2 separate regions of the Pan troglodytes genome follow, and region 2 is linked to region 1. Evidence: chromatin contacts called from public HiChIP or PLAC-seq data. All regions are on one chromosome and are shown on one strand. Each heading gives the region's core, a stretch centred on a gene start, on an enhancer-like site or on the middle of the called end of the contact. The rest is flanking DNA. Distances are from core to core; before and after follow the strand shown.

What was found. HiChIP or PLAC-seq counts read pairs in DNA pulled down with a chosen protein or histone mark.
Region 2: an H3K4me3 HiChIP or PLAC-seq map of stem cell-derived excitatory neurons shows a contact between it and region 1, with 13 times the contacts expected there. The contact joins the promoter of RPS19BP1 here to the promoter of RPL3 in region 1. A contact is called at or near these places in 1 of 7 Hi-C or Micro-C datasets (stem cell-derived neural progenitor cells), 1 of 1 datasets of contacts at active chromatin or transcription factors (stem cell-derived excitatory neurons) and 1 of 1 other capture datasets (stem cell-derived neural stem cells).

What each region holds. Positions count from the first base shown.
Region 1 is chr23:41,315,660-41,318,391 of NHGRI_mPanTro3-v2.0_pri, forward strand. It overlaps RPL3 (ribosomal protein L3), which reads right to left and starts at 1,457. Exons shown (of 10, transcript NM_001280414.1): 1 at 1,429-1,457; 2 at 233-425. The coding sequence starts at 1,431. It overlaps LOC112206807 (small nucleolar RNA SNORD43), which reads right to left and starts at 945; the gene lies at 882-945.
Region 2 is chr23:41,529,592-41,532,291 of NHGRI_mPanTro3-v2.0_pri, forward strand. RPS19BP1 (ribosomal protein S19 binding protein 1) reads right to left here and starts at 1,380. Exons shown (of 4, transcript XM_515142.6): 1 at 1,202-1,380; 2 at 910-1,038. The coding sequence starts at 1,253.

The DNA of each region.
Region 1 (2,732 bases), core at 207-2,706:
CTCTGAAATCAATACCACACACCGCACCTAAAGCAAACAGTGCTGGCCATCTGTAGCCTTGGAATATTAGTTTTGAAGTTAAGCATTCCCATTCTGCTGTCGCAGCAGTTCTGACAACGTGTAACTCCTGCTTAAAAAAAAGTCTGCCCTCTGCTAACAGCTTGACTCCATCTCTACAATTTCCCTCCCCCTCCACTCCTATTCCCCCAACTTTTAGGATGCCTGTACATACTGGATCCTGGCCTGTCGACTTCCCGCACGATGTGAGTCATGCCAGCCTTGTATCCCAGGAAGGCTGTGAGGTGGACCGGCTTGGACGGGTCATCCTTAGGGAAGCTCTTCACCTTCCCACGATGCCTGCTGCTGCGCTTCCGAGGCAGGAAGCCGAGGGACCCATGTCTGGGAGCGGAGAACTTTCTGTGAGACTAGGTGGGAAAAAAATCACCGTCAGCACCCAAACCAAAGCAGTGCCCCCTTCTCTAGTTCCCAGCTGCGTAAGTTCCAAATCTCAGCAATACTGAAGAATCCTGACCAGACACCCAGCAAGCCGAATAAAAAGGTCATTATCTCTTCCAGGCTCGCACGTGTCAAGAATGCTTTTGTATTCGACAAAATTTAAGCTGAATCTTATTTCAAATCTTCTCAACCTGTAAGAAAACGAGCCATTTTTTTCTCTAACCACACAAAAATACACTAACTAGTGGCACTAAAAACTGCTCAACAGGCAGCTTTATGTGCCAATTAGCAAGGTTTTGACCGCTAAAGAAAGGGACTCCCGGGACAAACGCTGGGTAGCAGCTAGCAATGCTACGCTATAGGCTGCCTCCGGCGCCCGGACACTAATTACACTGATACACGCAGGCCAAAGAACTCGGCAGAGCCAAATCAGAACGTGACAATCAGCACACAGTTTCTGTCCGCCCGTCAATAAGTTCATCATCTGTGGTTTCTGCGAGCTCCAGAGGCCTTCGGAGTGCACCAGCGGTCCCAGATATTCAGGAGGACTCCACAGCACTCCCCTCCCCCAAGCTTCTTTACCTCCCAATGAGAACGGCGCCGAGAACCTCCACCCAAGGTCCTTCTACCCAGACAAGCAGCTTACGGCCCTAATCCCAACTAATGATACAATTGGTGAGGTCGAAACTTAGAAATGACTCATGGCTTTAAAAATGCCGGGCCTCCAAGCCTGCTCCCACCCTTACGGCCTCTCTCTGGCCGACCTGCAGGCCCAAAGCCAGTCCTCCAAGCGCTCTTCTCCACAAGCCTCTCGACTTTCCAGAAAATAGGCCAGACTGAAGTCCCCGCTGGGTCGCCTGTGCCCCTAGAGCAAACCCCCGGCGCCGGCCAAGACGGGATGGCGGCGATGCGTCGCGGATTCAGCCGTGCCGACGCCGGTGACAATGAAAAGGCCGCCATTACAACACATACCATCACGCCATCAAATCCCGCCGGTAGAGGCCGGTCGGCCTTACGGGTCCGCTATATAAAGCCAAATCTGGCCCCGCCCCCTTCCGGCGTGCGAGCGCGCCCCCGCGGCAGACGTCAGGTCGGGGGCACGTACCGAGCGCCATTTCCACGCATGCTCTTCCGCTCCTAGCTTTCGTTCAGAAGTTGACGTCAGCTTCGGAGACAGAAATTACACACTCTACGGCGAGGGGTCGGGTTCAAACTTAGTGAAAAGCCACGGAGAGGTGGGCTAAGGGTTGGTGAGCCACAAATCTACGGCGTCCGGCAGCAGCCAAATTTGATAATAACGAAGAAAAATGGCTGCGTCGCTTCTCCTCCTGTGATATGCAGCTATCTCTGGAATTAGCGAAGAAAGACTGAAACTCTCGTTTCCTGGCTCCCACGCTGGTTTTGCCGCGACACCAATTTACCTTTAATACCTTTAATCTCGGGCATCCCTCCCTCAAGCCCTATCTCTGCCATTTCTCCCATGCTAATGCAGTGGCTCGCGCTTGATTCTGAGGGTCAGGAGCGTCCCAAGCCTGCGGAACGGCCTCACGACCTCTGGTCATGCGGAGTCCAGCTGCTCAGCCTCCCGGAGCCCCACGCCTTCCAGACCTCTGCATCAGCGAGGGCTTTCGCTGATCTCTGCCTGGGCTCCAGGGTGACTCGGATCCTGACTGATTCCCTGCTTCCAGGCTCGTCCCTTACAAATCTCTTTTTTGAGACGGAGTCTCGCTCTGTCGCAGTGGCGCGATCTCAGCTCACTGCAAGCTCCGCCTCCCGGTTCCCAGTTCAAGCAGTTCTCCTGCCTCAGCCTCCCGAGTAGCTGGGATTACAGGAATGCGCCACCATGCCTGGCTAATTTTTTTTTTTTTTTTGTATTTTTAGTAGAGACGGTGTTTCACCATGTTGGCCAGGCTGGTCTTGAACTCCTGATCTCTTGATCCGCCCGCCTTGGCCTCCCAAAGTGCTGGGATTACAGGTGTGAGCCACCGCGCCTGGCCCCCTACAAATCTTTCTAAGAATCAAGTATCTCGTTACTTTCCATGGCCGCCTCGTTGTTTCCTCGGAATTAAGCATCAACTTCAGCGGCCGCCAAAGACGCTCCCCTAACCGTCTACTTCAGCCTCATGGCTGCGCCAGAGCACACGCTCTCATATCACCTGCTTCCTCTGTCCCACCCTGTCATCTTCTTTAATTCTGGGCCTGGCCTTTGCTCCCACCGTCGTTTGAAAAGCATTCTCTCGGCCAGGCGCGGTGGCTCACGCCTGTAATCCCAACAC
Region 2 (2,700 bases), core at 130-2,629, 210 kb after region 1:
GTCTTTATGTCTATTAAGTGACACTACGTCCCCCAAGAAACTAGGCTCCACCTTCACAGCCAATTCACCACTAAAACCCCTCTAAAGGCTGAAATTCTCTGCTGCCCCCTCTTCAACATATTTTCCACCTGCACAATTCTCTTGTTATCTCTGCTGCTATAGCCACTGCCCAGGCCACAGCATGTCCTATTTCAATGGAGTAGGTAATAGCAGCACTCTGGAGACACAATGCCTGGGCAGCCACAATGCCTGTACCACCTGGGCAGGTGCCTTTTTCTGAATCTGTAAAACGGGGGTGATAGTAGTATCGACCTCAAAGGGCTGCTGTAAGGATCAAACGAGCTTACATTTGTACAGCACTTAGAATCAGCACCTGGTACAGAGTGTTAGTGAATGTGTTTAAATGCTCCATCTTTGATCCTCATTCACTAGGTCACCTTTACCAGCCTTTATTTTTTCAAATTCTCAAAGGCAACAACCTCCTTTCTGACTCAGGACCTTTGCACATACTATTCTTCCTAGAATATTCTCCTACTTTTCACCTAGCTCACTCTTATACATCCTTCAGCTCTCGGCTGAAATGTCGCTTCCTCAGAGAAGGCTGACTTGGCCTAAGTCCCCATCAGAGTACCGTAGTCTTTTAATTCATAGGCTTCAATGCACTTAGCAATGACACACTGGGTTTGATATTCTTTGATGCTTCTCTCCCCACTAGGGCCGTAGTCCACGAGGACCAGGACGGTGGCGTGTTCTGTCACCTTCGTATGTCCAGGGCCCCGCTCCGCGCCTGGCACACAGTAGGTCTAGCAATACCGGGCGAACGCTTCAAGCCCTGCCTCAAGCGCCACCTCCTCTGGGGCGCAGGTCCCAGCACCGGAGGCAGCACTTTCAGCCCCTTCCCGAACTTACCCAGTGCCGACTTGGGCACCTTTCCCTTGGCCGAGTTCCGCAGTTTCTGGGCCTGAATTGCCTTCGTCTTCCGGGGCCGTTTCACCGGAGCCCCTCTCGGCTTGGCCTGACCTGGAGGGTCCCGGGGGGCTGTAGGGGAAGAGAGAGGAAGAGACCCAGGTCAGAGGGCGCGCAGCGTTCCCATGCCACTGGGGCTAAGCCCGGCCTGGATTGTTTTCCATCCAGGGCTCCCGCCCACAGCCACTGCCATCCTCCTGCCCGCGCCGGACGTCCCCTGGCCAGCCCTCCTCACCCTCGGACGCCGCCAGCAGCTCCAGGCCACGCCGCAGCAGGGCGGCGGACATGGCGGCGCTTGGCTCCGCCCACGAGCCTCACACTACTTCCGACCTGGCAGTCCCTGTCGTCTCGGTGGAAACCCGAGCCCGAACAGAGGGTTCCGGAGGGGGATGGGCGGAAGTGCCCATCTTTCTTAGGACGCATGCGTTAGGGGTTTACACTTGAGCGGAAGAAGGGGCGGAAACTGGAGGCGGGTCCAAGGCGCAGAAAGACACATGTGTTATTCAATCCCAATCTACCTGGCTCCTGGCGCTCAGTCCCCTCCTTCCCCGGAAGTCGTCCGCAACCTGCTCCGCCGGGTTGGCCAATCCTCTCGGGTCTCGTGGCTCCGTGGCGGGCTAGGATGGGGACAGGGCGGAGTGTTTTTCATATACTTCAACCAGCACTAGGTATCGCACAGGTTGAGTGCGGCATGAGAATCCAGTTGTCTTCCCTTAAGCCAGACATTAAAGACATATCTTTGTTTTGAAAACTACAATTATTTCTCATAAAATACGTTATGTTACCAAGCAATGGGTTTATTGTCATTTTAAGTGAATTAATGAATATGTAAAATTTTTGTTTTAGTTTCTAGTATGACAAATATCAGTTGCCTACATACAAAAGTTCTTTGGGATCCTGAATTTTTTAAAATTTATTTTATTTAATTAAATTAAATTTTTTTTTGAGACGGAATCTCGCTCTGTCGCCCAGGCTGGAGTGCAGCGATCTCGGCTCACTGCAACTTCCGCCTCCCGGGTTCAAGCGATTGTTTTGCCTTAGCCTCCCGAGTAACTGAGATTACAGACGCCCGCCACCACGGCCGGCTAATTTTCTTTTTAAAAAATTTTTAGTAGAGACGGGGTTTTGCCATGTTGGCCAGGCTGGTCTTGAACTCCGGACCTCAAGTGATCCGCCCACCTCAGCCTCCCAAAGTGCTGGGATTACAGGAGTGAGGGGATTCTGAAGTTTTAAATGTAAGAAGCTTCTTAGACCAAAACATTTGAGCCCCTCTGGCCTAGAAGTGACACTGCTTACCTGGGGGAGGAGCCCTGGGCTTGTTCGCTGCTCCATCTGCAGCTGGCAGCCCAGCACCTGGCATGGAGAAGACACGCAATAAGTGAACGGTGAATCAGAAGGGACCACTGGGTTCACTCAGCCGGGTTCTGAGGGCCTTCTGTGTACTTGACACCACAGAGTGTGGGACCTGGAGTTCGTCCTCCGGGATAGACCACACCGTTTAAGCTCCATCGGCTAGATAGTAATAATAACAACCAACACAAACTCAAGCATTTGTGCTGTTCTACGTGCTTTACATTTGTTAACTTGTTTATCCCCCCTACCCTTCCAGGTAGGAATTGTCTTTTGCATTTTACAGACGAGGAAACAAACACAGAGAGGCGAAGGTCACACGGGTGGAGTCAGGGGTGGGAGTTAAGACTGGCAGCCTGGCCGCAGGATTTGTGGGGGCGCTCC